2 separate regions of the Triticum aestivum genome follow, and region 1 is linked to region 2. A link is a contact called in public HiCAR-type data. All regions are on one chromosome and are shown on one strand. Each heading gives the region's core, a stretch centred on a gene start, on an enhancer-like site or on the middle of the called end of the contact. The rest is flanking DNA. Distances are from core to core; before and after follow the strand shown. Region 1 holds the start of LOC123189673 (psbP domain-containing protein 4, chloroplastic). Region 2 holds the start of LOC543372 (S-adenosylmethionine decarboxylase proenzyme).

Region 1 (7,276 bases), core at 666-3,165, 450 kb after region 2:
ATTTGTATTGCTGCATTTCATCAAACCCTAGCAAGTTAGCATATCTTAGAATTATTTGAATGAACTTTGAACTGTTCTTATTTGCACTACATGCTGTCACATATACTCAGCTGCTCAGCCTATATTAGGTGTTTCAGTTCGGCCACTGGAGCTCTAGTGACGCATTGAAAGTTGAAATCACACTCATACTCCATGATGCCTTCACACAAGTCAGGCAAGGGCGTCATTCTTTCGCTGATCTAGATCTAAGAACCCTATATGGAGGCCGGCAAGTGTAGTGAAACAACTCTACATGTATCAGTCTATCAGTTCACTGCCAGTCATGGATTAGACATGTAGGCTACAGCCAAGGAAACTTCAAACATGCATTTATGCATTCAGGTCTGGAAGTTGTTATATGCGCCCTGAAGGCGCCTTTAGGTCTGAATTCTATCTGTAACTAGAAGAGGAAGCTTACATACAATGTTCAATTTCTTCAGCTAGATAATCATCGTTACAAATGATGTGTACTTACCCTCCCTTTACATAACGGCATCCCTCATCTTCTCTAATAATAAAACAGATTACGTGATGAACGAACCCAATGGAACCACCCTAGACTACGCGGAATGATTCTGCTATTTGCTTCAGATCCTTGTAATGCCTTTTCCATTGTAGCCCTGCAAAAATACATAATTCCTTTCCAAGATGAGAAAAGTGACCATAGAAATCAGCACCATATAGTGATAAGGACAGTTATTTCACCGTTTGCAGTGACGCTGAACAGGTAGAGCCTATTCCCAGCAGCCGTAGCTGTGATGAAGATATGGGGTGGTTCCAGCTCGAACTGGTAGTAAGTTCTTCCGGAATACTCTGCTGTGGCTGTGGACAAAACCTTCCCTTCCACATTCTCGCCGATGACCTCCGGTCCAAAGGCGTTGATCACCTTCTCCGGCGTGCCGATCTTCTCGATCGTTGCATCGTCAAGGTCATCTTGGCAGTTTCAGCATGATAGTCAGTACCATGAGACAGTTACCACGCTACAAAATATGCCAGGAAAGAACAGTTTGTTCAGGGCTCACCTGCAAACCTACGAGTGGGCGCTACGATGACAGATAGTCGGCCCTCCTTGGGGTTTCCGAACCGCAGGTCGATCTCTGTGCCACCGAGATCAGCAATCGACACTGGTGTCTAAATCAGAACACATCTTTTGGATCAGAAAGTGTGTGACTGACTATGTTTTGAAAGCTAAATTTCTGCCAGTAGCTCCAGTTCTCACCTCTTCCCAGCCATCAGGAACTTTGAAGCTGTACGGGATGATCGGGCTCCAGCCGACTCCGTGGCCACCAGACTTTTCATCCGGCCTGCGGTATGTTTTCCAACCTATCTGAACAAATTACATCCTTACGACATGCACCACGAGAATATGAAAGGCGTATCTGAAGTCTGATCTGCTCTAAGTTGAACTACCAAGAACATATCACATGGAATTAACAGATGAAGATGGCAGCAAGTAAGAACCAACCATTCTGATCAGGGCCAGAGAGCCCAGGGATCCTCCCTGCCAGCGGGCCCTGCTTGGCCGCCGCCAGGCCATTGCCTGCAAAACCAAGCACCGAAACTCCACAAGCTGCTGCTGCAGAGGCCAGTGCATTTCTCCTCCCTACCAAGGCCACCATCACCCCCTCTCTCTCTTCCTCCTCATGCGATCCTGACAGGGTGGGCCCACCGCTGCACCTCACAACCGCAGGCGCCCTCCCCTTGGTAGGGTGAACCTGCTTTGTAAGGAACAGAGAGGAGGAGGAGCTTGGCAAGAAGAGGGCCAAGCTGCTCATCTCTGCTAGCTAGAAGTCTTCCTTCTGTGTGATTCGGCTCTGCCTGTTGTTCTTGGGAACTGCTGCTTCTGGTTTTGCCTGGAGAGAATTATCTCTCTTTTGTTCGGTTCATCTTCATCATACATACTCCGCGGGCTGCTGTGGGCCGCAGGGGATGAGTGGCCAGGAGGGTTTGAGGGTTGAGACCAAACATCTCACCTTTGCCCTGTTTGTTTTCTGCCGTGCCTGGCTCGAATGGAAAATCATTTCTTTTTTACTTTTGGCTTTGGCTTTGCACATAAAATCTGAGTAAATAAGAGAATCTACAGCCGGAAATCTGGGCTCTCAAATGCCTGCGGACGCGACTGACCGACCAGTCCTCAAATTGGGTCTTCCACATCCGTGTATCTCATATCCGATCCTCTATATCCATACTAAACCATGCAACGTGGATAAAACTATGTAGATCATGAAATGAGACATAAAATCAGACATAGAAATGCATAATCCGTTCACCAAAAGATCACCACCGGATCTTTAAAAGACCGCCAAAGTTTACATAATGCACATAAACGACGGCCAAGTTTAAACTACATCTAAAAACTAGAAATTAAATTTCCTAGTCAAAAAAAACTTGAAATTAAAGTGGAGAAGACGGATTTTCACCACTTCCTTGCTGGCCCTTTCCTCTTCTGGTCGATGACGTAGCTGTAGGCGCCGACGGCCGGTGGAGGATCGTCTGAGTCGTTGGAGGAGGCGCCGTGGTCGTCGCCGTTGTCGAAGGAGTCGGAGAGGATGATGAGCCCTTTGAGCCACTGGACTACCATGTCTTGCTGCCGCTTGAGCTTCGCCACCCAAGCCGCTGCCTCCGCCGCCTCGCGCTCCGACTGCTCAATGGCAAGCCAGAGCGCCTTTGCGTTCTTCCGGCGGAGCCGCTGAGCGTTTGTCTCCGCCGTCGTAAGCGACCGGCGGTAGACCCAAGCGAGAAGCGCTCGTTCTCGTCGGGCTCCGCCGGCAACCCACGGCGACGGTGCATGAATTGCTCTGTCGCGTCCCTCTCCCTTGCATGCTGCCTCTCACGGCGGGCAGCGGGTGCCTCTGATTCCAGCGTGCGCGTCCGAGCGGACGGGACGGGCATAAGCACCCACCGCCGCCCTTGCGGAGCAGCAGCCGACGTGATAGGGGACTGCAGTGGGGACTGCAGTGCAGACTGCCCAACCCTCGCAGAGCTGCGCGCGGGCTGGGATAGCCCAGCTCCAGCGTCCGCACCGCGTCGGCGGGGGAGAGGCGAGGCGGCAGATCTGAAAATGCCCCCTGTGTCCACCTTTGACCTCGTGAGGGCAATGCTAAGGGCTAACTCCTCGTCGACGTCGAGGTCGGAGTCGGAGCGGCTGCCAGCGCTCGACATGGTTGTCGGAGTTGTCGGAGTGGATCAGAATCAGAGAAATCAAAGTAGGTGGAGAAGAAGAGACAAAGCGAGAGCGGAGTGAACTGAGCTATGGTTTTCGGGTTGGGGTGGATTGGTGGTTTTTGTGGGGACGGAGTGGGATCGGGGTGGGCTGAGCTAACATGGCGGACAGGCCCATACTGTCAATATCGGCCCTATATTTGGGTGGGATATGAGAGGCGCCGGACAGTCAAGCGTTTGAAGCCGGTTTAAGGCGCCCACTTGGGTCAGTTTTTTTGGCCGGCCAATGACTGTGCCGTCCGTCCAGGTGTTTGAGATGAGTTGGGGTGCCTATAGATGCTCTAATGAAACGAACAATTATCAACAGAGCAGGATGTGCCGTGCTTCCTTGAGGCAACTTCCAATCAACATTGTCAGTCAAAAACAACTTTTTTCTGAATATATGGTAGATCAGAAAATGAACCACACGCCAAGAGCCCAAGAAAAAGAACATTCTGGCAGTTGCAGGAACATGCCACGACGGTCACACGCATGCTAATTAATCAATTAATTTCTCTGGAAGAATACAGGTACTGTGCAGCGCAATCCACATGCCATATCTTGCTGACAGGTGACATGGCGACGTCCTAGCTACACGTTCTTCCCCGATTCACCAGTCGTATATACGCCGTACGTCGCCGCGTAGACCGGCTGGATTTGAAAATCTTCGTTTGCAAACTAAAAGACCTGTTTACTTGTCGGTATGCCAATGATTTAGTTTATCTTAGTACTACTTGCGCTATCACTAGTCATATGTGCTGATTTTGCGCGTCCCTCCTTTGTTTTATCAAGAATGGTATCCACTTCCGACTTCTCCAGAATCTTTGTACGTGCGTGCATGCGTGCGTATGCCTCTATGACCAACGTGCACCCGGCTGGAATTCCTCAATTCCTCCAGGAATAGGAACGCGGGATGCCGGCCAGAGGGTCGCGGTCTTCACAAATTCCCTCGCGACTGTTCCTGGGGTTCAGATTGATCAGCGCGACAGCGAAATCTGCAAGGACGCGAAGAAAAACGGGGTTGGCACCGCCGTACCGCATGCGATCACTATCGCATCCCTTGAACGTTTTGCCGGAAAAACCTCACATTCTGTCATCCTGTACCCGCAGCACGGTCGCATTCATAATTCATATCGCATTTGCCTGGCAGAGGAGTGTGCAGACAGCGTCCGCCACAGTGCCGTTCCGGCTAACCAATGAACGTAAGCTGTCAGAGATGATGCTCCGTTGCTACATGCCTGCTACAGTACATCCCTTTCGCTGTATGCACCGGGATTTATTCTTTGGATGCGCCGTTTCAGGTCCATTCCGGCAAGGAGAGCGCAATTAATTTGTTCGTGTCGCTGTTCAGTTGGCTCTGAATGATCACATGAATCAATGTGCATGCTTATCTATCAATGTACTATCATGCTTGACCATTCGGAAAATCGACCGGCCATCGCGCCGGCGGTGCCTATGCAAAATCAAATTTCGATAGCCTTCGAGCATGAAGTGCGAATTCTTAGGTCGCGATCATTGCACACTGGTAATTAATCGAGCTGCCAGTTGGCACAACTATCATTATTGGTCCAGAGTCTGGAAGCAAAACAGTTAAATCAGCTGGTACAACAGAGTGTAGATTGAGGACATCATTTACTATGTGCAATGTAGTTAGCCGAAATTATGTTGCCCCGCAAAATGGTAAAATGGTACTACGTCGTAAGAAAGAAAATCTCGAGTTACCGTGTGAAACACACCGAAACATAGCCTTTTACTTCTCTTATAAAAACAAAAAAAAGGCCTTTTTTAGTTTTACAATGAGAAATAAATAGACCAGCACATACAAAATTGTTCTGATATAGAAAACAACATTTCCATACATTGTCATCCATCTTATTTACACATTTTTTTTCTAGTGTGTTAAAAGGGCAGCTTATCACCGCAACTCGGGCTAATGCTCGGATATCAAGAACAAACTAACAGTGGTAACTGGCGAGATGCTCTACCAAAGTTACATTATGTATCTATAGTTCTATATATGGAAAAGAACTAAGGCAGGGTCTACCCCTTTTGGAATGCTGGCAATCTGATTACTAATGTCCGGCATGGATAGTGCAATTTTCTTGGCACTCTCCAAGTAGCTTTGGAACTTCTTATGATTGACCTCAGGCTTGTCCATCTTATCTGCAAGCTTTGGCTGTTCATTTTCGTGCTTCAATGGTTCTATGCCAAGAGACAATTCCTCCCTCATGAGCTGGTACTTGACTGCCTGTTTCCGAAAGGTCCAGTTGCCAGTGATCCAGTCGAATTTGTACAAAGAGAGGAAGCGGTGTCCATATGTCGCTATGAACTCGATGGCTGAAAGTATGAATTTAAACTCCTCCGTGGAGAGGTAGTAACTAAAGCTCAACCTGGTCCATCCTGGCTTCAGTCCACTGTAACCCTGAAATTTTTGTGATGGCAAATAGTAACATTAGTACCTTGTACTAAAACAAGCAAGCTGGCTGTTTTGACCATTCATTCTAAAGTTTGTGGTACCTCAAGGACAGCAGACCGAATGCGAAGTGAGAGCTCGTCGTCGACATCAAGCAAGATGTGACCATAGGGACCTGCACAAGCACAACCTCCCCTCGCCTGGATGCCAAAAAGATCGTTCAAAAGCCTAGTCACAAAACGACCGTGGAGGGGTAGTTGCTTGCGTCTCATCGTCTCCAATGGTTTATCGCAGCCAGGCTCACCAAAATCATCAAATGGCTTCTTTGTCATGATCACTGATGGGTAGATTAGGAATGAGAAGATTGGTAGACGATGGGCACTTGTGTTGCCTAGCACCCTAACATTTGGATTATGGGCAAGCCTTTTCATTGCCACCTCTGAGAACACTCGCTCACGAAGGTCCATCGTGTCATAACCAACATACTCCTTCACCCAAAATGCAAGTGATGCACGGATCTTTTGTAATATCGGCGGTGTGCCAGCATCCTCCCGCTCCTCGATATCATCGTAGTACAATGTATCCTGCACATATCATACCATTAGTTATTTATATTATTAATTATAGCAATACCACGAACTATATATGGTACACAACACAAATACCGCACATATCACACGAAGTACTTGACACTGATACTTAATTTGTTTGCTCACCTCCTCATTGAAGCCATTGACATAGGCCACTGTGCCACCTCCGCACGTCGAGGGAGGCTGAGAATTGAGCCTATACAGTGATTTGTTCATCAAAAGGATGCCCGGCGTGCCAGGCCCCCCAACAAATTTGTGAGGGCTCAAGAAAACGGCGTCGTACCCATCGACTTCACCAGACTTCATATCAATCTTGACATAGGGTCCACTGCACAAAGGAGGATAGTAATTTAAGTTTCTGGACGTAGTTTGTTGGTTAACACATAAAATAGTAGAAATTAAATGAAGCACCAGTTGGAATGCCGACAAGTTAGAAATTCAACATGGTAAGACAATAGGATATGTAATGTTTCCAAAGGGTCTGTAAAGTCAAAATATTTTGTTGTCATGGTGCTCTATTGTAATTATTAACTAGGCTTTTTACCAGCTAATTTCCACCTCTGGTACTAAAAAACAATCAGCTTGCTTCAACACGCAAGCAACATTGACCATGTAGTCACAGTTGATCTTGCATTTGCCAAGTATATAAATCAGCACATAACATAAGTCAATGTGAGATCATGTTTGAACTAGTGTTTGGATCAGTTCTGGTGCTATCGTGTGCGTGTCGTGCCCATTATTTTAATGCAAAGGAGTAGAAAAAAGTAGCTATAGTGCTGACAAGGCAAGTGTGACCAACGTTCAAGAAATCCTGTAGGTCATTGATCGTTACATCAGCTGTTTTTTTAGTTGTTTATTTTCTTGTTATGTATGCATGCAGAAACAAACAGCAATTTTGAATTAAAGAAAGTAGGACTACCTTAGAAAAACGGCGGTAATTTCTTCTGCGGTTATCTTTGAATTTTTTTATTTTAAGATTCCGGAGTAGGTTCGACAATAACAACACATGAACTATGTAGTTTCGAAAGAAGTA
Region 2 (7,322 bases), core at 4,659-7,158:
GTCAAGGCAAGATGTGCTTGTTTCTCATGCGAGGCTCGTCACCGAAGTTGTAGATGCCTAGTCCTCCACGCCCCTGGGAGGCCGATTATTTAGCATAGCCGACAGGGGTCTCATGCATCCTTCGCGGTAAAGGCTCTTGGTTGGTCATCTGTGATATAGTTTGAGTTGCTTGCATGGTGGGAGGTGTTGAACATGACCTTTGCTGGAACAGCCTTGCTAAATCTCAGTCGAGTAAGACTTGATTCGCTATACCCGTAAGATTTTACATTGAGATCAGTGCAAAAATTCTTCTTAAACTTCTTCTTTTTCTTTCTTACATGTTATGTCACTTGACTGAGATTTGGTTAAATCCCAGTCGACTGAGACGTAGCCACACCCCCTTGCTGGAAACCTCGACAAAGTTCTTCTCCTCAGTGATGTGTGGGGATCTTTGCGGTCTGGAGTGTCCGGTTTTGGTGGGCATGATGTGCTGATTTTTGCCCCGACTCTCGGCCAATTAACGAGGCAATTTTCAACTTAATTAACTAATAAGACCCTAAAGGCTTTGGTTAGAAAAAATAGGGCATGCATGGTTTGGTATAAAAACTTGGCCAACAAATGTGTTCACAAGCAAAAAAATGATGCTAACGCTAAGATTTATCTAAAATTTGGCAAGTTTATGTAACGTTGGCAACAAAAGTTGACAACCCATCAATTGCTAGCCAATAGGCTAGCATCAAGCCAAACATCATGGAATGCCGCTTGTAGTGGGGATTTGGTGACATTCCATCAACAGTTGCTTGAGGCGCATTTAGGTTGCCTTAACATACTCGAGGGAATTGCACAAACCACCAACTTTGGGTGCTGATTTTGCACGAAACATCTACTCCACGGATTTTGCTGCACGGAACACCACACATAGGTGTAATTCATTGTAGTTAGGTCTAATCTACGGTTTAGATATGTTGATGTGATTTCTGATGGATGGGCCCCACTTTTAAGTGCACCCGTGAAAAAACAGCCACAACAACGTTTCAACTATAACTCTCAATATCTCGCAAACGTTTGGTCCAACTAAGCTTAAATATTTCCAGATTAGTAGTGGGTGCACATATGCTTTACTAAAGAAAATCCAAACTTTTCATAAATGTAAAATTTTGAATGAAAAAATTGAATGAGCTAACTAAAATTGTTGATATCTCCCGGACATCTAGTCGAAATGAAATATTCCTAGATTAATGCTGGCTAAATAAATGGTTTACTAGATTTTTGAGCCTTTTTTTTAATGTCAAATTCTGAACAACTAAAAATTCTAATATCTACCCAGCAGTTGGTCTAAATAAGTTGCGTTTTCTAGAATGGTACTGGATACATGTGTGATTTACTGAAATTTTCTTGTATTTTCCTGAAAATATGGAATTTCAAGTCAAAAAAATGAACGGGCCAATCAAAACTATGATCGGAGGTGCGTTAGTTTTACCTCCTGGCTGATGTGGCCGATTTTGTTTGCCATGTGCGCATTTGCAAGCGGGGCCAACTCGTAAAAAACCACATCAACGTACTTAAATGCCAAATTAGCCCCAGTTGCAATTTACGATTTTCCGTGCAACAAACCGTAAAGTAGTATGTGCTTTGGTGTAACCGTGTAAACCCAACACCAATGGTTGGTGGTTTATGCGATTTCCTCCCCAAAACATACTCCCTCCGTTCTTAAATTTTTTGTCTTTCTAGAGATTTCAAATGGTCATCACATACGGATATAAGTATATAGACATATTTTAGAGCGTAGATTCACTCATTTTGTTTCATATGTAGTCATCATTTAAAACCTTTAGAAAAACAACTATTTAGAAATGGAGGAAGTATATAGCATGAAAACCACCCCCTCGGATAGAATTGAAGCAGCGCCAAAGCAAAGCCCCGCCGAATCAAACAGTTGCATACTGTAGCATGTTGAGCAAGAAAAAACGCGTAGCATACGAGAAGCCGGTGCGTGATAATGGAGATTCGGATTCCACGTCCACTCATCACGGACTCGTGGAGCGAAACTTGCAGGCAACTTCCGGGCTAGCAGACGCCGCCCGCCTTGTTCCTGGCCACTTGCCTCCGGTCTGTGCCATCGGCGGTGCGTGCGAGCCAAGCACTCGATCCCCGGCTCAGCCACGCAACCCCTGATTCCCGGTCCAACGTACGTGGAGAAGACGAGACCGGAGTTCAGCTCGGTGCATCTATCTATCCACACTACACGCGTCCGGCCGGGACGGCTTTCTGGAGGCTGGACAGGGGAGACTCCACGTTTCTTGGCAACGAAGGGGTGGCTGCGGCCCAGAAGGAATTTCGCGTCGGAGCATGTCTCGGCGTCGGTCAATGCGTTCTGGAATTTGATGCGCTTGCAAGGAGGTTGTGGAATCTCTCTCGCTCTTTCTCTCTGCGGTTGGGAGGACGGCGAACATATTCCGCGGCCATCTTGTGGACGCAGCATATCATGGCGGCCGGCCAAGTAAAGCATCGGCGAACTCCTGGTGGGATCACATCATCATCACAATGCAAATTCTCGGTGAAAACAGCGACAGCACGTACCAGAGGCAAAACATCAGCCGCGTACGTTTCTGCAAATGAAAACGAGAGGAGATGAAAGAGAGAAATTTCTTTGGCTGGTGAAGAAGAAACTGTCGCATATGCCATGGGAGATGCCTCCCTCCCCCGTGCGGTGCTCAATAATACTACTACAAGACGGCCGGCCTTTTTTGTTCGCTTTTTTAAAGCGAAAAGGGAGCCGGCGAGAAACAAGGCGGCTTGGTTGTAAAAAGTTGCTTTGCTTTGGACGATGAGAGTCGGCGCAAAGGAAACGGCGCATATCGGCAAGCCTAAATACAGTCGTCATCACGTGATAAAACGATCGGTACCCGACAATCGTTCGGGGAGCCGTCGCCCTCGCGCATATCTTGGCGACGGGTCACGCCATCATCCATCAATCTTTGCATTCCAAAAGATTAGATACGCAACAACTTGGATTGCTCTTTCACTTTTTACGCCCAAGATTACATACGACCGAACCTCCGTTGTCAAAAGAACGAAACGAAAAACGTTACTACTACACCCAATAACTCACGAGGCCGGCACTGACACCTTGAATGAATTATTGGAGTGGTTGCACGAATCAGAAATGCAGAAGATAGGATCAGAAACAAGGAAGATAAGGATGAAGAATCAAATAGTTCTCTTCAATCGAAGAAAAGAATCAATTCGTGCTTGTATTCCTCGCGCAGTAGTTTATTCCTGCGCGTACGAGATGATCAGAAGATAGGCCAGGGGAAATGAGCACACTGGTCGCTTGTCAACACACTGCAACTTGGCACAGAGTAACACTAATTATAACAAAATGACACTCGTTATAGGAAAAATAATGCTTATTTATAAGTTCGAGACAGCTTTTCCCCAGAAGTACGCTCATTGTGGCAGACGCAGCAAACCACCTAGAGCTAATAGTTTATTCAGAGAGCAATAGCCTGGCCGGCTGCTTCACAGTAACCAAACGACAAACTGACAGTCAGAACAAATTCCACAGATGGAATAGCGACAGCAAATCATGTCTTCACTCGCACAGCACCGCGCCCTCTTCCAGAGAATCCTCCTCCGCCCGCCATGCGAGGAGGTTGGCGAGCTTGCCTTCCTTGACCAGAGGGTGGCTGTGCACACTCTCGGCCTCGAAGCAGTGGAAGACGGACCTGGGCGACCCGGCAGAGACAGCAACCTCTTCGTTCACGGTAAAGCTCTGGTAGATGAGGACGCCTCCACAGGGGAGCTCCTGCTCCACAACGTTGTTGCAGTCGTATGCCTCGGCGTCGAGCTTCTTGCCCCAGGTGGCGGCGTGGCCGCGGCCACCAAAGATGGTGACCGCCGCAGAGAACTCTGAAGGGCCAAAGCACCGGAGGACCCTCTTGACGATGTCGCCGTAGGCCAGGGCGGAGGCGTCCATGCCCATGACCTCGTAGCTCGCATAGCTGAAGCCGTCCTCGGGGGTCACATGGATGGTGGAGACGGCAGATCCGTTGATGGCGTTCATGGAGTAGCCGCAGGGCTCGAAGTCGAAGTCACAGACCTCCATCTCGGGAATGATGTCGGAGATACCAGAGAGCTTGGTCATCTCCTTGGCGCAGGAAACGTGGCTATCAGCTTGAGTCTTGAAGAAGACAGAGGCCTTCTTCTTGTCCAGCCCAGTCATGCACATCTCCAGGGTGACCATGGGCTGCTCAGGTTGCTCGGTGGCATAGTAGATGTGCCACTTCTGGCCAGGCTTCGCTGGGTCTCCGATCACATAAGCATTGCCGCCAGACTTCAGGTGGCCGAAGTAGCGGTTCAGGACATCAACCTCCTCAGAGAAGCTCCTGTGGGGAGCAGGCTGTGCGCCGGGGAAGATGAACATCCCACGAGAGTACTTCACGGCAGCAAGCGGCATGCACAGCTCTTCAGCAAGCTCAAGAATCCTAGGAATGGTGAGCAGGAGCATGGTAGTCCCACAGGTCTTGATCACAATCTTCTGAGAGTAGATGAACAGGCTCGACTCAGATAGCACATAGGAGTCGAAGTCCTTGTTGGAGAGCTCGGACACAATGGTGCACCGTGCAAGATCAAGAACAGAGTCAATCTGGGCCCTGGAGAGGGCGCGCAGGCCACGACCATGAGGGTCGGCAAAGATTGATGCCTCGGAGAAGGTGATCTCGAGGCGCTTCTCGTAGCCCTCAAACCCGATCGCAGAGGTCGGGGCAGCCATTGTTGCAGTTCGAGTCAGAGAGCAGAGCAGAGAGGAACAGAGGGAGAAAGACTAGAGAACTGGTCGATTATCGTGAAGCAGCAAGCCAGAGAGATTGGTGGGAGAAAAGAGTCAGAATAAAATTGCATAAAAATCCTAAACTACGAGAAGGGGATGCCAAAAACGATATCAGGATGGCTTCTTCGCGCACTGCAGGAAACAAATTCACATGGTTAGCAACAAATCTGGAGATAAAATGTTTGAACAGAAGTGAGACTCTGATGTTTCGTCCGTGATCCTTACGTTCGAGTATGCAGCAGAGAACTTCTTGGCGCCTCCAGCAGGTCGAACGTCTTCAATGCTGTAGCCGAGGGGTGCTTCGTACATCAGGGAACTACTACTGCTAGACTTTTTGCCACCCTTTGACTCCATTAGCACATTCACTAACTGCGAAACGAGAAAAGAGGGGTTAGACAGCAGGTTCTAGCAAACTTTCATGGCTAGATAACTATGAAAACGTTTCTATGCAGTTATTTTCTTGTTAATATCAATTATTCGATGGTTAACATAACATGCCGGACATCATATTGTAAAATCGAACAACGAACAAGCGCCATACGGAACTTAAGTGACTTGATGATAGGAGCAGATTCAAGATTAAAATTAATTTTGCACAATTTAATTTCAAAAGCTTTTCGACGCTGGATTTCGACTTCCTCTAGCAAAACAATAGTAACTACAAGCAACCAGGCATATGAGCATATCTAAAAGAAAACGTCCCAGATCCAGATGCAAACTACTATACCAAGGATCAATTCTCCTACAGAAACTAGCGCACATAATCATACGGTAAAAGGAGCACAGCAACATGACCTAGAAGCCAGAGATCCACAGACTACCGCGGCATAATAAGGATGGGGAATTATTTGGGTTGGCCGAAGAAACTTACAGGTTCCTGGGAAAAATTGTATGGTAACCCCGATCCCGAGCGCGCCCGCTTGTTCCGATTCCGATCTCAAGAATTCCCTCTCTCCCGACACAGATCTCGAGCCCTCCCGACGAGTTCTTCTCTCTCTTTTTTTCTTCTTATCTAGCTGCGGCGGTGGTGGCGGCGGCGAGACGGTGGGGGTGGGAGGAATTCTTGTGCAACGAGTTTGCGTGCGGCTGAGGAAGGAACCCTCGCCCCGGCCCGCTATTTATAGCTCCGCTAAGCGGAGGCGGGCTCCCGTGGCCGCCACGGAAGGACCCGGCCCGCGCGGAGGCCCGTGAGCCGGGTGGACGCGGCGCGGGGCCCGCGCCGGGGTGGGATTCGCGGCTGTGAGCGAGCATCCACGGTGCGCCGGGTCTACGTGGGAGAGGCTGGTGGAGGACTGTCACGTGCTTCTCTGAGGTTCCGACGGTTTCCGCAGCGCGTTGGGATTGACAGCTGGGGGCGCGTGGGATTCGCGGCTGTGGTGCCTCCGGCTCACGGTGGACCGGGCGCGGGGAGGCCTCTCGGGGTTGGGGCGCTTCTGTGAGGTTCGGACTGCTTCCGGGGGTGGACAGGTGGGGCCCACCTGTCGGGGCCGGGATCGGGGCCACGTTCTGGCTGACTCGACGGGCGGTTGGCTTTGAAGATTCGGATGCCCAATAATTGCTCGGCGTGGTTTTGAAGTTTCGTGACTAGACGGGCATGTGCGACTTGTTTTCCTCTACGAACAAGCCTGGAATCTGTTTACCGCGGGAATTTTAACTCCTCGAGCCAAAAACTCTGGACAATACTTCCACCACTCAAAAGCGTATCAAGATTATTCTGTGGGAAATGTTGGGGCTGTTTGATTTGTGACTAACTTAGCCATAGCTTGCCACAATTAAGGTTAGGCAAGTTTGACCAACTTAGATGAATGTTTGGTTCAAGCCACACCTTAGGCAAGCCATACTTGGACCCCACATGGCATACACACAAAAAGTGTGGCAAAATCCCCTTAGGCTTGTCAACTTGTGTCTTTCATTTTGATAAACTAACCTTAGGCAAGCTTGGCAAAAATGTGTGGCAAAGTATGACAATGCTAGTTCTAGAATCAAACAGGCCCATTATCCGCTGAACGTTTCGCCAGGGGCCAACCCCGACGAACGCTCTCAAAACCTCCCTCCAAATTAAACAAACTATCATTGTAGTTTCGCAAAATGCTACCCAAACTCACCCAACACAAATAACACGTCATTTGGGGGTCGCAAATGTAACCCTACTTGGTGAACTGTCGCCGACTATAGGGTCCTATTTTTTCGAGGAGAAAATGTATCACGATTTGTGGTCAACCAGCTGTACATCAGTGAATACAAATTATTCGGCATGACAAACTGTTTACCACGGGAATTTTAACACTCGAGGTTTGCCTAAAAAAACACTCGAGACCCATGAAAGATTTCTGTACAACCTACTATATAAAATAACAGATTTTTAGACAAACGTCCTTCTATTTTGCCAAACACCACCGTTCGGAACCATATATTATGAGCATTTATAGTCGGGCTCCTCAAACGCCTCCTATACTTTCACACGGACGGGGGTCACAACATCGCAACTTAGTCAGGCTCCTCAAACAGGTCC

The links. HiCAR-type assays count read pairs that join an accessible place to other places.
Region 1: a contact with region 2 is called in a HiCAR-type map of leaf, with 3 times the contacts expected there. The contact joins the promoter of LOC123189673 here to the promoter of LOC543372 in region 2. A contact is called at or near these places in 3 of 5 Hi-C or Micro-C datasets (leaf and an unstated tissue) and 1 of 1 datasets of contacts at active chromatin or transcription factors (leaf).

The regions. Positions count from the first base shown.
Region 1 is chr2A:602,335,331-602,342,606 of IWGSC CS RefSeq v2.1, forward strand. LOC123189673 (psbP domain-containing protein 4, chloroplastic) reads right to left here and starts at 1,916. Exons shown (of 5, transcript XM_044602143.1): 1 at 1,505-1,916; 2 at 1,259-1,362; 3 at 1,062-1,170; 4 at 745-972; 5 at 342-659. The coding sequence starts at 1,814. The coding sequence ends at 595. LOC123189672 (O-fucosyltransferase 38) reads left to right here. Exons shown (of 12, transcript XM_044602142.1): 12 at 138-509. It overlaps LOC123185673 (probable cysteine desulfurase), which reads right to left. Exons shown (of 4, transcript XM_044597515.1): 2 at 6,370-6,571; 3 at 5,758-6,237; 4 at 5,061-5,662. The coding sequence ends at 5,252.
Region 2 is chr2A:601,882,846-601,890,167 of IWGSC CS RefSeq v2.1, forward strand. LOC543372 (S-adenosylmethionine decarboxylase proenzyme) reads right to left here and starts at 5,909. Exons shown (of 3, transcript XM_044602140.1): 1 at 5,682-5,909; 2 at 5,036-5,179; 3 at 3,375-4,942. The coding sequence starts at 4,753. The coding sequence ends at 3,575.